Regions from separate parts of the Macaca mulatta genome. Here region 1 is linked to region 2. Evidence: chromatin contacts called from public Hi-C data. All regions are on one chromosome and are shown on one strand. The core of a region is the stretch at or near the end of the contact, and the rest is flanking DNA. Distances in the headings are between cores, read along the strand shown. Region 1 overlaps LOC114678976 (a long non-coding RNA gene). Region 2 has its middle 300 kb from the start of NSG2.

The links. A called contact is a pair of places that touch in the nucleus more often than the background predicts.
Region 1: a Hi-C map of fetal cortex germinal zone shows a contact between it and region 2, with 4 times the contacts expected there. The contact joins two enhancer-like sites. A contact is called at or near these places in 3 of 14 Hi-C or Micro-C datasets (fetal cortex germinal zone, fetal cortical plate and liver).

What each region holds. Positions count from the first base shown.
Region 1 is chr6:183,689,045-183,695,810 of T2T-MMU8v2.0, reverse strand. The region is part of intron 2 of LOC114678976 (a long non-coding RNA gene); the gene reads left to right. Among named protein-coding and RNA genes, the nearest start is that of MSX2, 69 kb to the right of the region's middle. Within about 2 kb of position 2,565, at least 2 of the 40 cell types and tissues checked have an H3K27ac peak or open chromatin away from gene starts, as enhancers often do. A contact at or near this core is called in fetal cortex germinal zone, where this site is marked.
Region 2 is chr6:183,218,428-183,225,021 of T2T-MMU8v2.0, reverse strand. No RefSeq gene overlaps it. Among named protein-coding and RNA genes, the nearest start is that of NSG2, 300 kb to the right of the region's middle. Within about 2 kb of position 4,816, at least 13 of the 40 cell types and tissues checked have an H3K27ac peak or open chromatin away from gene starts, as enhancers often do. A contact at or near this core is called in fetal cortex germinal zone, where this site is marked.

The DNA.
Region 1 (6,766 bases), core at 1,316-3,815, 470 kb before region 2:
TTCAGAAAAGCGCTTTCATTTGCATCCCCAGGCGTCTCAACATGGTACCATATTTGCCTGGAATAGAAAGGTAGAAAAGGTGATTTTTAAAATTTGACTATAGGTCTATAGGTGCTATAGACACAATGATGAATTTCACAGTATAGTGGAGAGAAGGGGGTTCGCATAAAATAAAAAGACTATAGCACAGAGTGGCAAGGTTCCAATAGGTTCAGTGTGAGTTCCTGGTACAGTGAGTGATGAGCTCTCCCTAGTGAGGGAGGCAAAGGGACTGAGAAAAGTCTCCAGAGAGGGGAATAGACAAAACAGGCCTTGAGGAATCAGTGATAATAGCTAATGCTATGTGAAACCTGCTATAAGCCAAGCCCAGGCTGTCACTGAGCAAATGCTATTTCATCTCATACACCAGCACTCTGAGCTAGGCACTATCTTCCTCTTCACAAGAGTCTCTTATTCCACTTTACCAGGCGCATAATCTCAGGAGTTTGTAAATTTCGGACCAGGCCGAATTGCTTAGGGGTATTAGTTGTGTGTTGCTGCCTGCACAGCAAATGACTACACACTTAGAGCCTAACACAGCACACATTTACTATCTCCCAGTTTCTGTGGGTCAGGAATCTGGGGACAGCTCCTCAGTCCTCCAACTCAGGGTGTCTTACTCAGCTGCAATCAAGGTGTCAGCTAGGACTGGGGTTGTCTCAAGGCTTAACTGGGGTGGACTCACTTTCAGGGTTTCAAGTGGCTATTAGGCTGCAGCCCCTCTTAGTGCCTGGCCAGGCAGGCCCCTCCACAATGCAGCTGGCTTTATCAGAGCACACAATCAAGAGGCCAGGAGACAGTCCCAGTGAGACAGAAGGCAGGGTCTTTTATAACCTAATCTTGGAAATGACATCATCATTTTTGCTGCATTCTATTGGTTAGAAACAAGTCACTGGGTCCTGCCCACACTCAAGGGAAAGGGATTACAGAGTATAAATACCCACAGGTGGAGACCAGTGTAAGAGGTCATCTGCCACACCTGTGACAATTCAGAAACAACTGAGCTAAGTCAATAGGTAAACATTCTGCCCCTTCTCCAGTTCACTGTATGTGTATACATATATATAGTATATGTAGTGTGTGTATACAAATATATATGTGATGTGTATACACACATATATAGTATATGTGGTGTATTTATACATATATAGTATATGTGGTGTGTGTATACATATATGGTACATATGGTGTGTGTGTATACACATAGTATATGTGATGAGCATGTATGCATATATAGTATGTGTATACATATATAGTATATGTGGTGTGTGTATACACATGTGGTGTGTGTATACATACATATGTGATGTGTGTACACATGTATATATGTGGTGTGTGTATACACACATAAATATATATGGTGTGTATACACATATATAATATATGTGGTGTGCATGTGTGCATATATAGTATGTGTATACATATATAGTATATGTGGTGTGTGTATACATAATATATGTGGTGTGTTTATACATACATATGTGATGTATGTACACATGTATATATGTGGTGTGGGTATACACACATAGTATATATGGTGTGTATACACATATATAATATATGTGGTGTGCATGTGTGCATATATAGTATGTGTATACATATATAGTACCTGTGGTGTGTGTGTATACATACATATGTGGTGTGTGTATACATGTTTATATGTGTTGTGTGTGTACACAGAGTATATATGTGTGTAGACATATATAGTATATGTGGTGTGCATGTATGCACATATAGTATAAGTGGTGTGTATGTATACATAAATAGTATTTGTGGTGTGTGTATACATATATAGTATATATGGTGTGTGTGTATACATACATATGTGGTGTGTGTATACATGTATATATGTGGTGTGTGTGTATACATACATAGTATGTGTGTGTATATACACACATATATGTGGTATGTGTATATATATAGTGTATATAGTGCATGTATACATATATACAGTATGTGTAGTGTGTGTATGCATATATAAAGTATATGTGGTGTGTTTATACACATATAAGTACATGTCAGTGTGTGTGTTTATACATATATATGGTATATGTTGTGTGTGTGTATGTAACTTTTTTTGAATAATGTAGTTTGAAAAATAACAAATTATTAGCCTGGATCTCAATGGAACGATTATCAGCAGGAATGAGAGATGGTCAGAAGCGTGTTTTGAGATATTACACCATGCATATTGATTGGAACAGATTGCTTTTCTAGGTCAGTTTCCAAAAGGGTAACAGTGCCAGGGACTGAGTGTAAGTGGGTGAAAGCTGAGATGTGAGCGAAATGGGGGCTTGAGGGACTGGGGGGAGGGAGAAGAGGCCAAGTAAGTCGGGGCTGGAAATTCCTTCCAGACTTAATCATCCCGGGCATCATTAGTAACCAAAGCAAGACTTCAGAACATATGTTTTGTGTTGACAGCGGACCCTTAATTAAAACAGCCCCAGTGAAGAATAGCCTGATTAAAGAAAAGTGGTGCTTAGAGAACAATTTGACTGCCGACTGATAGCAGTTGGCAGAGGGTGGGTGATTCCCTCTCTGCTTCTACTGTGCTCCCAGAGGAGGCGGAGTGCTCCCTGTGAGTCAGGCAATGTGCGATGGGCGCCATTTCCCAGTCTTTGTCTCATTTACACCTCAAAACCCATTCATTTCCATTTTAGAGATGAGAGAACTAAGCCCGAGAGGCGAGGTGATTTGTTGAAGGCTCCAACCCACTAGCCTGGTGACAGCTATGAGCTAAGGGGTCTTCTTTTGTGCAGCTTTCCCTCGCACACAATTTCAGTGGTTCTAATGAATCAGAATGTCTTGTCAGTTATAAAAACCATATGCCTCCTCCACGTAGTCCCTCTTGGAAACCCAGTGATTTTAGGTACTGGGTGTTGCTCAAGGGCACAGCCGGTCTAATATCCACATTTCCTTTATGGTCTGGAAAATCCTGGGACAGGATCGCAATGCTCTGTGCAGTTGTCTGTCTGCATTTCCAGGAAGTGACAGAGATGTAGACGTCGGGGCGAAGAACAAGGAACACCTATCCCGTCAGACAGCTGAAATCATTTTGGGTTTGGATGAAATGAACCACTTCCTGGGAAAATTAGACCTTTTCGGAGGAAATTAGGTTGTCTCAGGAAACGAATTCACTTTAATGTCAGCATGGGGTGGAGGTTTTAGAGGATGGGCAGAGAATCTGATCCTGCTGTGGACACCGCTGAGGCTTCACTTTTGTTGCCCATTCCCCAGAGAAGCACACGCAGTAACAAGACCCGTACCCCAACCAGACACCCAACTCTTGCCAGCTATCACTGAGGCTGGCTGCGCTGCAGACTTCCACCCCCAGGAAACTAAGGAGAAAGGACACACATGTGAATGGCTTTTCATAAATGCCTTCTGAAGGATTCTCTTTGTTTATAATAACAACAGCTAGCATGGATTGAGTTCTTACTGTGTGCTGGGCACTTTTCCTGTATTACGGCATTTAATCCTCACAAGAGTTCTCGGAGGTGATGCTATTATATCCTTAAATACCCCACTTAACCACTTCCCTTTACTGTTCTGTTTAATGAGAAAGACAACGTTTAACTTCAGTAAAACAGGAATTGTTTAACCTAAATGGTAAACTTTCATAGGTAAAGTAAAAACCAGGGTTAGAATTTAATTGACTGACCCATTTGGCTGTCATTTGCTTCCATGAATAGGTGGGACTCTCTGACGTTCTAGAAACTTCCTCTCTCCTATGGCTACATTCTCCCACTCTGGTCATAGTTGGTGGATCCCATGGTGGTCACCCAACCCCGCTGTGCCAATGGGTCCCTTCCCTGAGGCTTGGTCTTGGGATGAAACCACATGCAAGTCAGTTACCCTCTGGTGGCCGAAAAGGTGGCATTAAAAATCTCAGACCATGTCACCATGTATCTTACCTCAAAAGAGGCAGTCTATAGTAAGAAAAAATAAAGTTGCTTATAGAGAAAAGCCAAGAAACAAGGCAGAAACAGTGTTTCAGAACATGCCGTGTCCTGGTTCTGGCTGTTCCTGAGTCCAGCTGAGCAGCTATCCTTCCTGAGGCCCAGTTCTTCACCCCTTCCTTGGATTTATGTGCCAGTAAAGTTCTCTTTTTACTTAAGAGTTTGAGTTGAGTTTCTTTCTTTTATTTTTTTTTTCTTTAACTTTAAGTTCTGGGATACATGTGCAGAATGTGCAGGTTTGTTACATAGGTATACATGTGCCATGGTGGTTTGCTGCACCCATCAACCTGTCATCTAGGTTTTAAACCCCGGGTGCATTAGGTGTTTGTCCTAATGCTGTCCCTCTCCTTGCCCCTCACCCCCCGACAGTACCTGGTGTGTGATGTTCCCCTCCCTGTGTCCATGTGTTCTCATTGTTCAACTCCCACTTATGAGTGAGAACATGCAGTGTTTAGTTTTCTGTTCCTTTGTTAGTTTGCTGAGAATGATGGTTTCCAGCTTCATCCGAGTTTGAGCTGAGTTTCTAACACTTGCAACCAAGAGTCCTAACTAATAAATATATAAGGCATTCCCCTGGGGGCCAGATTCAGTTCACTGAAAGACTGGGTGCGGCAAAGGATAAGAGAGGTTCAGCGGCACCTCCGTTCCTGTGAGTTCATGCAGGGTCAACTCAAGGTTTAGAACAAAGAGCCAGGGCCACCAGCCTGAGTAGACATCATTATCAGGCATTGCTGTGGCCAGAAAGACAATTGCTATATGCTAGTCAATTCAAGCTGTATTAGAATACCAAAGCTCACAAAGGAGGTCAGTTTCTTCGTCAAGATGCTGAGAAATTCAATGAGAAAATTAAACCATTTTACCTCCAGATTCCTTTATGAAGCTGAATGGGCTAATCAATTTGATTAACAAGGGAGATCCAGCCAAGCAGTGGGGTGACACAGTAGCTGGGAATGCAGGCTTGGGGCAGACGGCCTGCAGCGGAATCCTGGAACCACCCCAGGTTGCTGAGGAGCCTGAACCTGACTCTCCATCTATGAAGTGGGGATAATAATGACCCCTTCTTGACAGTTCCCATAAGGAGTACATGGGATGCCCCACATAGATAGGGCTGCACTGTGTGGGGAGCACTGCACAGACCCTCAAAAATATCCACGGAATGACCCTAATGGATATTTCTGGAAAGAAGGGGGCCCACTCTCAAGAGAAGTTGCAAAGTGCTGCACACCATGGCCCCCGTGGAAAGTTACAAGCGTATTAATGTATTAAAGGCTCTGAAAAGTTCTGCAGCAGAAACCTTTTCATTTTTTATTAAAACAGTGTTTCCCAAATGTAAACACAGAATCAAGTTTTCTTCTTTTTCCCCCCAACCAACACCTTAATGCTGGTCTAAATATCTAATATCCCGTCTTGAGTTAATTTTGCCCCAGGGCAAAAACAAATAACTTCACCAATAAATCTGCTGTGGAAGGCCTGTATATCCCATCTAGCTTTCAGATGCTATTAGCATAGTTTATTCCTTCTGGGTTGGTGTGACTTACTTGGTGTTCATATTTACAAAACAATGGGCAAATTATGTATCTGTCTTGATTCACTAGGAGAGAATACGCAAGTCACCTTGGTTTGGGGAAATTTCTAAATGAGGCCATCATCCTAGGAATACAAACGAACAATCAAACCAAAAGTGTGTTTTTTATCTGCACGGGTTACTAAAGAGCTGAATGTTTAGGGAAAAAAATAGCTGTAAGAGAATCTGCATATCACAGCATACACATGACCAACTCACAGCTCAGCACAGGTAGAAATCCATGAAGTGTGATGATGGAACAAGGGACGAGATCATGAGTCTCAGCTCTGATTTTTACTGACCATGACTTTGGGCCAGTCATGCCACCCTTCTTTGCCTTAGTGATCTCTTCTGATGCTTGAGAAAAATACGACTACTTACCTTCTGCAGCCATTTCTATAATCAGGTGAGGATATGGCTGCTAAGGAATTTTGTCAGCAGGAAAGTCTGTAAACTACCGCCCAAATGATATAAAATTCACTGTGTGCCATATCAAAAGAGCATAAGACCACTAAAGTTTTGTGGACATTGTTTGTATGTAATAGCACTGGGCACATTTTTCAGTAAAGGACTAGACAGTAAATATTCTAGTGTCTGTCACAAATCTGCAACAGCGGAGTGAAAGCAGCCACAGTGGTAATGTAAATGGGTGGATGTGGCTGTGTGCCAATAAAGCTTTATTTACAAAAATAGGCGGCCAATCAGATTGGGCCCATGAGCTGTAGTTTGCCAACCCCTGATATATAAGAACCACAAGAAATCTGCCTAAAATAAAAGCTACAGTTTGCAAGGATGGTGAGATTTTGTGGTACTTAGACAAAATCAATTTTCATTCAATATTATAATGACCCCTTTACGGTGAGTAACCTAGGCATCTTTTACTAAACTCACCATGTTCTAATAAGATTCCAAGGACTGTCCGGGGATTTCTACAGGCAGCAGAACTGTGGGTCCTGGGAACAGTTTTCAATTCCCACTTCCTTTGCTTCAAATTCCAACTCAGTAGGGGGCCTAGGGACCTTTCCCACATCAGAGCCAGGCCTGTTTTTGTGGGAGGAGGGGCCTACATACCATTCCAGAACCGCGGTCTTAGAATTGTGCAAGCCGGACGCTTCGTTTTGTTGGCTGTAACTAGATGGCCTCACACAAAAAACCACACGCTATATTAGAGGTTCTCACTCGGGGCAATGCTGTCCCCCAGGAG
Region 2 (6,594 bases), core at 3,567-6,066:
CAAATTCCTGAGTGGGCTCAAGCTAAAGTTCCTGCCTTCCAATTTGGTTTAGGAAACAATTTTCTACAGAGTCTCTCAAATGAGCTTCCGAATAATCTTATGAAGTTGGCAGGAAAAATAGTTCTTCTTTGCAAATGGGGAGGCGGAAGCTCAGAGCGTCACGCAGAGGGTCCGGTTAGACCCCTGTCTCCTGAGGAGCAAGGCCCCCCACTCCTCTCGGTCACCCGCTTCTCATGGTCTGGTGCCCAAGAGCAGGAGACTGGATTTCCACCCCTGCTTCTTCACCGGTTTCTTGACTCCCTTCAGCCTCAGTTTCCTCATCTGTAAAATAAAAATAGAAATCATCTGGACCCCATAAGCCTGCTGTGAGGATTGCATGGAAGGATGTCTGGAAAAAGCCATGCGGCGCTCTAGACACCCAGAAACTACCAGCTGGCCGCCAGCTACCCACACTGATGGGCCAGAGGGGAGGTCCATGAGCAGAAGCCTGCAACTTTGAAAGGCATTCACCATTCATTTGAAGAGATGCTCTCACCCCAACGCGACTCGACGCTTTTGCTGTACAACGGGTATACAATTCCATCTCATTACACAGAGTTCTTGTAAGGATAAAGCAACAGTAAGTGTGACCATTTCTTTGGAAACGATGACTGATTAATGCGTTATTATTGTCACCAGCAGCCTGTCACCAGGTGTGGCCAGGCCCCCTCCAGCCTTCCCTGCAGAAACCGTAATTGATGGGTCTCTGACTCTGGGGAAGGAACTGAGACATGGCTCACTGACTCAGCCCCCAGGGTGTGAGCAGCACCTTCTCTTACCCCGACTCCTCCAGCTCAGATGAAGGGATCCCATTTTTTCAGATAAGGAAACTGCGGCTCAGAAGGGTGGCCCACATGCCCAGGGTGGCACAGCAGGGGAGTGGAGAACCAGGGATTCCAGCTCAGTGCCACCTGACTCTGCCAGGCTGAACCAGCCTGGAGAAAAGGACCAGCAGGCCTAGGGACAGCAGATAAGCAGAGACTCCTCTACTCATTTCCCTGGGGGCTTTTATGAAAAAACGGGGGTGTGGCCTGATAAGGGGTGAAAACAGCAGATGGTGCAAAGACCGTGGCATTATGAGAAAAAGCCCCAAACCGCCATGCAGGCCCAGGCTCCTTGGACAGGACTGTACCAGTAAGGAGGGCAGCCGTGGGCTGAGACCTGACAAACTGAGTTATGACCTGAGGCCCAGAGGCTCCCGCAGTGCCCCCGGGCCAGGCTGAGAAACCTGATCCCAGAGGTATTATTAAGTGACTGCAGCCTGGCTGAAGGTGGTTGGAAGCCACTGGGCTTCTTTGTCAGACAATGGCGCCCTCTGCTGGCAGCATAAAGAGAAGCCGCTTCAAGGGAGAGGCCTTAGCTGCAGGCTAATAATAAAAACAGCAGTTATGATGACAATAATAGTAATAATACATAATGACATCACAAACAAGAGAAGGAGGAGAAAGACGCTTTTATGGAGCATGTCCTGCAGTAACTGTGCTAACCATTTTACGGATATTATCTCATTTTTTTCTTTTTCTTTTCTTTTTCTTTTTCTTTTTCTTTTTTTTGAGACAGAGTCTTGCTCTGTCGCCCAGGCTGGAGTGCAGTGGCTCCATCTTGGCTCACTGCAACCTCCGGCTCCTAGGTTCAAGCGATTCACCTGCCTCAGCCTCCCAAGTAGCTGGGATTACAGGCGCCCGCCTGTAATGCCCGGCTAATTTTTGTATTTGTAGTAGAGATGGGGTTTCACCATGTTGGCCAGGCTGGTCTCGATCTCCTGACCTCAGGTGATCCGCCCGCGTTGGCCTCCCAGAGTGCTGCGATTACAAGCACAAACCACTGTGCCCGGCCATTTTGTTTTTAAGTACTAATATTTTTGTCAGCTTGAGGAAGAGTGAGGTTCCAAAGTTAATGAACTTATCCCGGTGAAGCTGTGGCATGAACTGATATGCCTGTCACTTCTCTGTCCTCTCTAGCTTGGGGAAAGACACTCTTGCCCACCACATGGTCCATTTCTGTCCCTTGATGTGCACGTGGCTGGCATGCTGGGGGGATTCAGGGCAGCTCTGCAGTGTGACAGAAAAGCAGGGTCCTCACTCTGTAAGATTGCCAGACTTAGCAAATAAAAATAAATGGAAATTTAAAGCCAAATTCAAATGAGTATTCTATATTTATCTGGCCCATCTCCCCAGACCTGGAGACCCAGATTGAAATCTCATGCCACCACTTTCAAGCTGTCTGGCCTTGGGCAAATGGTACAACCTCCCAGCTTTCGCTGTGACATCATAGCCAGGAGCCAGGTGAACCTAGGCTCGGTTAATTCATCAGACTGGCCCTGCCAGGACCTGGGTCGGCTTCCCTGTGACTCTCTTGGCCTCCCATGGTGGGCAGAAGACCCACGTCTTGGGACCTGTTCCCTGCCCCCAACACCATGTCCTCACAAAACTGTGACCAAAGGCAAGAAAGACAGGGGGTTTCCATCCAGTGGACTCCCGCTCAGGTCTCGTTGTCTAAACATGGAAAAAGGGAGGCTGGGAAGATAAATCTCTGGCATTTCAGCCTCGTGGTGGCAGATAGTCTTTGCCCACGAGGCAGGGGTGGCTGGGGAGCCATGGAAAGACAGAAAAAACAATTGTCAGTCAAGAGCAAACACATCATGCTCTTTTCATGCCAGGCATTGCCCTAAGGGGATTTGCTATGTATGTTAATGCATTTAACCCTCACCATTATCCCATTTTACAGATAAGGAAAGTGAAGCCCAGAGAAGATAAGCAACCTGTTGAGGTTCACAGAGTAGCAGGTGGCAGAACAGGGATACGCACCCAGGCAGCTGGCATCATCACGTAGGGAGCCAGCCCCCAGCCCTTCTGCTTCTCTGGAGATAGCCGCAGAGAGGCCCCGCCCTCTCCAACTCATCTCTCCCTGGTTACTGCCAGCACAGCACAGCACAAGACTGGTATTGAGTAAGTCCTTACCTAAGTACCTGATAAACGCCTTATGAGGACAAACGGGCTGTTTCCTGGTAGGCACCTGATAAGTGTCAGCAATTCTTAGTGACTGGCACTGCCTTCCACCTGCCCCTCTCCTCTCTGTGCGGATGGTGACATTGCTCTTCACCTGTGCAAACACCTAACTCCATGGGCAGAGCTCGGGGCACTGCCTGTGCCGGTGGAATGAGTTCTCACTGTGTGATCTGGGCCCGGTCCCTGCGTGATTAGTCCCCATCAGTTCCTGGAATGTGAGTTGCTGATGAGACAATGCAACTGCCGTCCCAATTAGAAAGCAGGCAGGCAAGCTGGAAAACGCCAAGTATGGTTTTATTCATAGCTCTTAAACTTTTCGGTCTCATTCCTAACAAATTCTTGTTCCTATTATTTCTTATTTTTACATATTTATGTTTATTATTTATTATATTTATCAATTTAGAGTTTGAATTATCATTATTGTTGATGTGGGTTGTTTATCCATATTTACTGGGTTATAAATTGAACTTGGTAAATGTATAAAATACTCATTTTAACTCATCTTTAAACCCATTACATATTTTTATTAAAAAATAACTTTTTTTATAAAACAAAGTACAAAAATGCCATTGTTTTTGTTTATGCAAATCTCTTTAATGTCTGTCTTAATAGAGGACAGCTAGATTCTCACGTGGTCTCCTCTTTCAATCTACTGAGATACATTGGTTGTAGTATATGAAGAAAATATGGTCTCATACAAATATGTAGTTGGAAGAGAAGGGAGTATTTTAATTGTCTTTTTCAGATAATTGTGCCTATTCTTCTTTCATATGAGACCCAAAATTGACAAATGGTTTTAGATTTCAGATTTGCTGCAACCTGGAATCCGAAATCATATCATGGAATTATTTTTTACTCTGTTACATAAACTCCTTTGTTCTCTCTTGGATGGATCTTTCCTCATGCGTGATTTTGTACCATCATGCACCAGTCATTTGGAAAACATTGGTTTCCTGAGTCATGCCAAGCTTCCAAAAGTTAGCACATTTCTCTTAAATATCAAAAGATCCTGACCACTAACGTTACCATAGGTTTTATCAGAAGAATGTTTAATTATTAGGAAATGGCCAAACTCATAGTAGTGGATATAGATTTTCCCAAATTCTAATTTTCACTGGAAAGATCAAATTTTTATTGGTGGTAACAAATGTCATTTTTTTCCCCTTGAAGTGACAAGCTTACTTCACCTGCTTTCAAGAAAATGTCTACTAAATAAAGTCTGAATCGTTTGCCACTTGTACTTTCAAGTGAAATGGCTGTCCATAAAAAAGTGACGAGTTCAGCTGAAGAAATTGCTCAAGGGTTTTTCCTCAAGACAACTATGAAGCAAAAGTGCTTCAAGCACAGCTTCCATTTTGTCACAAAAAGTTGTGTATGCAAGAGTTGAGGCTGAATAAAATTAATTCATACAGCTTTGTCAGGGACATCCTTAAGTGAAACTGGCATCTGTATTTTTTAAAGCAACACGTCCACCGTAACACTGTGAAGAATCCAACGATGGCCACGGCAGCGTGCCGCCACTTCCCTCCATCCCTGCCAAAGCTCCAGCAGGTTCCCCTCTGCTGCTTCTGCACCCTCAGTGCACGCATCATTTGGGAGCCAGGAACGCTTCTAAGCTCTCTGCACACATGACCTCATGCACCAGCCTCCACAAGTGGCCTTGTTTCCATGGAGACAGTTGCCCAGCTGAGGACTACATTTCCCAGCGTGCCTTGCTTCCAGAACCAGCCACCTGACTGGTCCTCACCCTTGAAACAAATACAGGCTGAAGTGCCTCCTGCCAGCTCCTCTGACTCAGATGTGCCTTCCTGGCACTCTCTTCCCCTTCCACCACAAGATGCATGTGATTGGCGGATTAGAGATGAAAGGAAATAGACATAGTCTGGACATCAATAGGCAGTGGAATGAGAGGAGTATGGAAGGAGGGGTGTGAGGGAGAAAAGCGTAGAGGAAGATGCTCAAATGCATTGCCTTCCCAACCATGTGGACGTTGGTGTTGCTCCCAGCATAAAGATCACCGAAGGAGAACCAGGATATCAGTTAAGGTCCAGGCAGAAATTCTGGGCTGTTTTATCAGTATGAATTTCTATTACATAAGGACTTTTAAAAAATGTAAAGCTATAATCATATTCAATGAAATAAACCATATTTATGTAATATTAGTAGCATCCAATGCCCAGTCTATGTTCATTTTTTTCCCCCATAATGTCATTTAACAATTGGTTTGTTAGAATCCAAATAAAGGATCCAACAGGTTTTTTTTGTTTGTTTGTTTGTTTGTTTTGAGATGGAGTCTCACTCTTATTGCCCAGGCTGGAGTGCAGTGGTGCGATCTCAGTTCACCGCAACCTCTGCCTCCCTGGTTCAAGTGATTCTCCTGCTTCGGCCTCAGGAGTAGCTGGGATTACAGGCATGCACCACTACGCCTGGCTAATTTTTTTGTTTTTTTTTTGTTTGTTTGTTTGTTTTTGAGACGGAGTCTCGGTCTGTTGCCCAGGCTGGAGTGCAGTGGCCGGATCTCAGCTCACTGCAAGCTCCGCCTCCCGGGTTCACGCCATTCTCCTGCCTCAGCCTCCGAGTAGCTGGGACTACAGGCGCCCGCCACCTCGCCCGGCTAGTTTTTTGTAGTTTTTAGTAGAGACGGGGTTTCACCGTGTTAGCCAGGCTGGTCTCGAACTCCTGACCTCAGGTGATTCGCTTGCCTCAGCCTCCCAAAGTGCTGGGATTACAGGTGTGAGCCACTGTGCCTGGCGTCAACACTGCATTTTTTTTTTTTTGGATGTTGCTTAATTCTCTTTTAATCCCTAGTGATTCTCTCCACCTGACACCTGACCGCCATTAATTTCTCTAAGAAACTGGGTAATATTTTTCTTGTAGAATTTCCCAAATTATAGCTCTGACTGATTGATGTTGCTTACACGTTCATCTCTCCCACATATATCCTGGAAACTTAGTTCTAGAAGCTTGATTAAATTCCAGTCACGTTATTTTTGGTGAGAACACCTGCCAGGTGGTGCCTGGGCACTTCCTACTATGTCAGGGGTGCACCGTGCCTGGGCGTTCCCCTTTGGTGATGTTAAAATTCTTCAGTATAAGGTTGCATCTACCTGGTCTGTCCAGTGTAGGTGACCACATCAGTCTGTCCCTTGCAAGTCTTAGCAGACATTCACGATCATTGCCGAGATAGAGTGTTTCATTTGGTATTACAAAAGGTTAACTTTTCCATTTTATCATTCCTCCTGCACTTGTTAGCTTTGACCTTCTAAAAAGAACTTCTTCTCATCACCCCTTTTATTATCCTGAGCTATGGTCTTTAGATGGAAGGCAAGATAAATATTGCATTCTTTCCCTTTATTTATCAATTTTCAGAATAATGAACTGGTACACTAGCCACCTCCAAAAAGAACTAGTAGTGCCATTATGAACTCATAGCTTTTACATATTTGCTGCATTTCAATCCACTGCAGCCAGTATTCTTTCTGATACTAAAGTTATCCCATCCTAGGATAGTGCAGGGGCCCTTCAAATTGGCCCCTCTCTCCTAGAA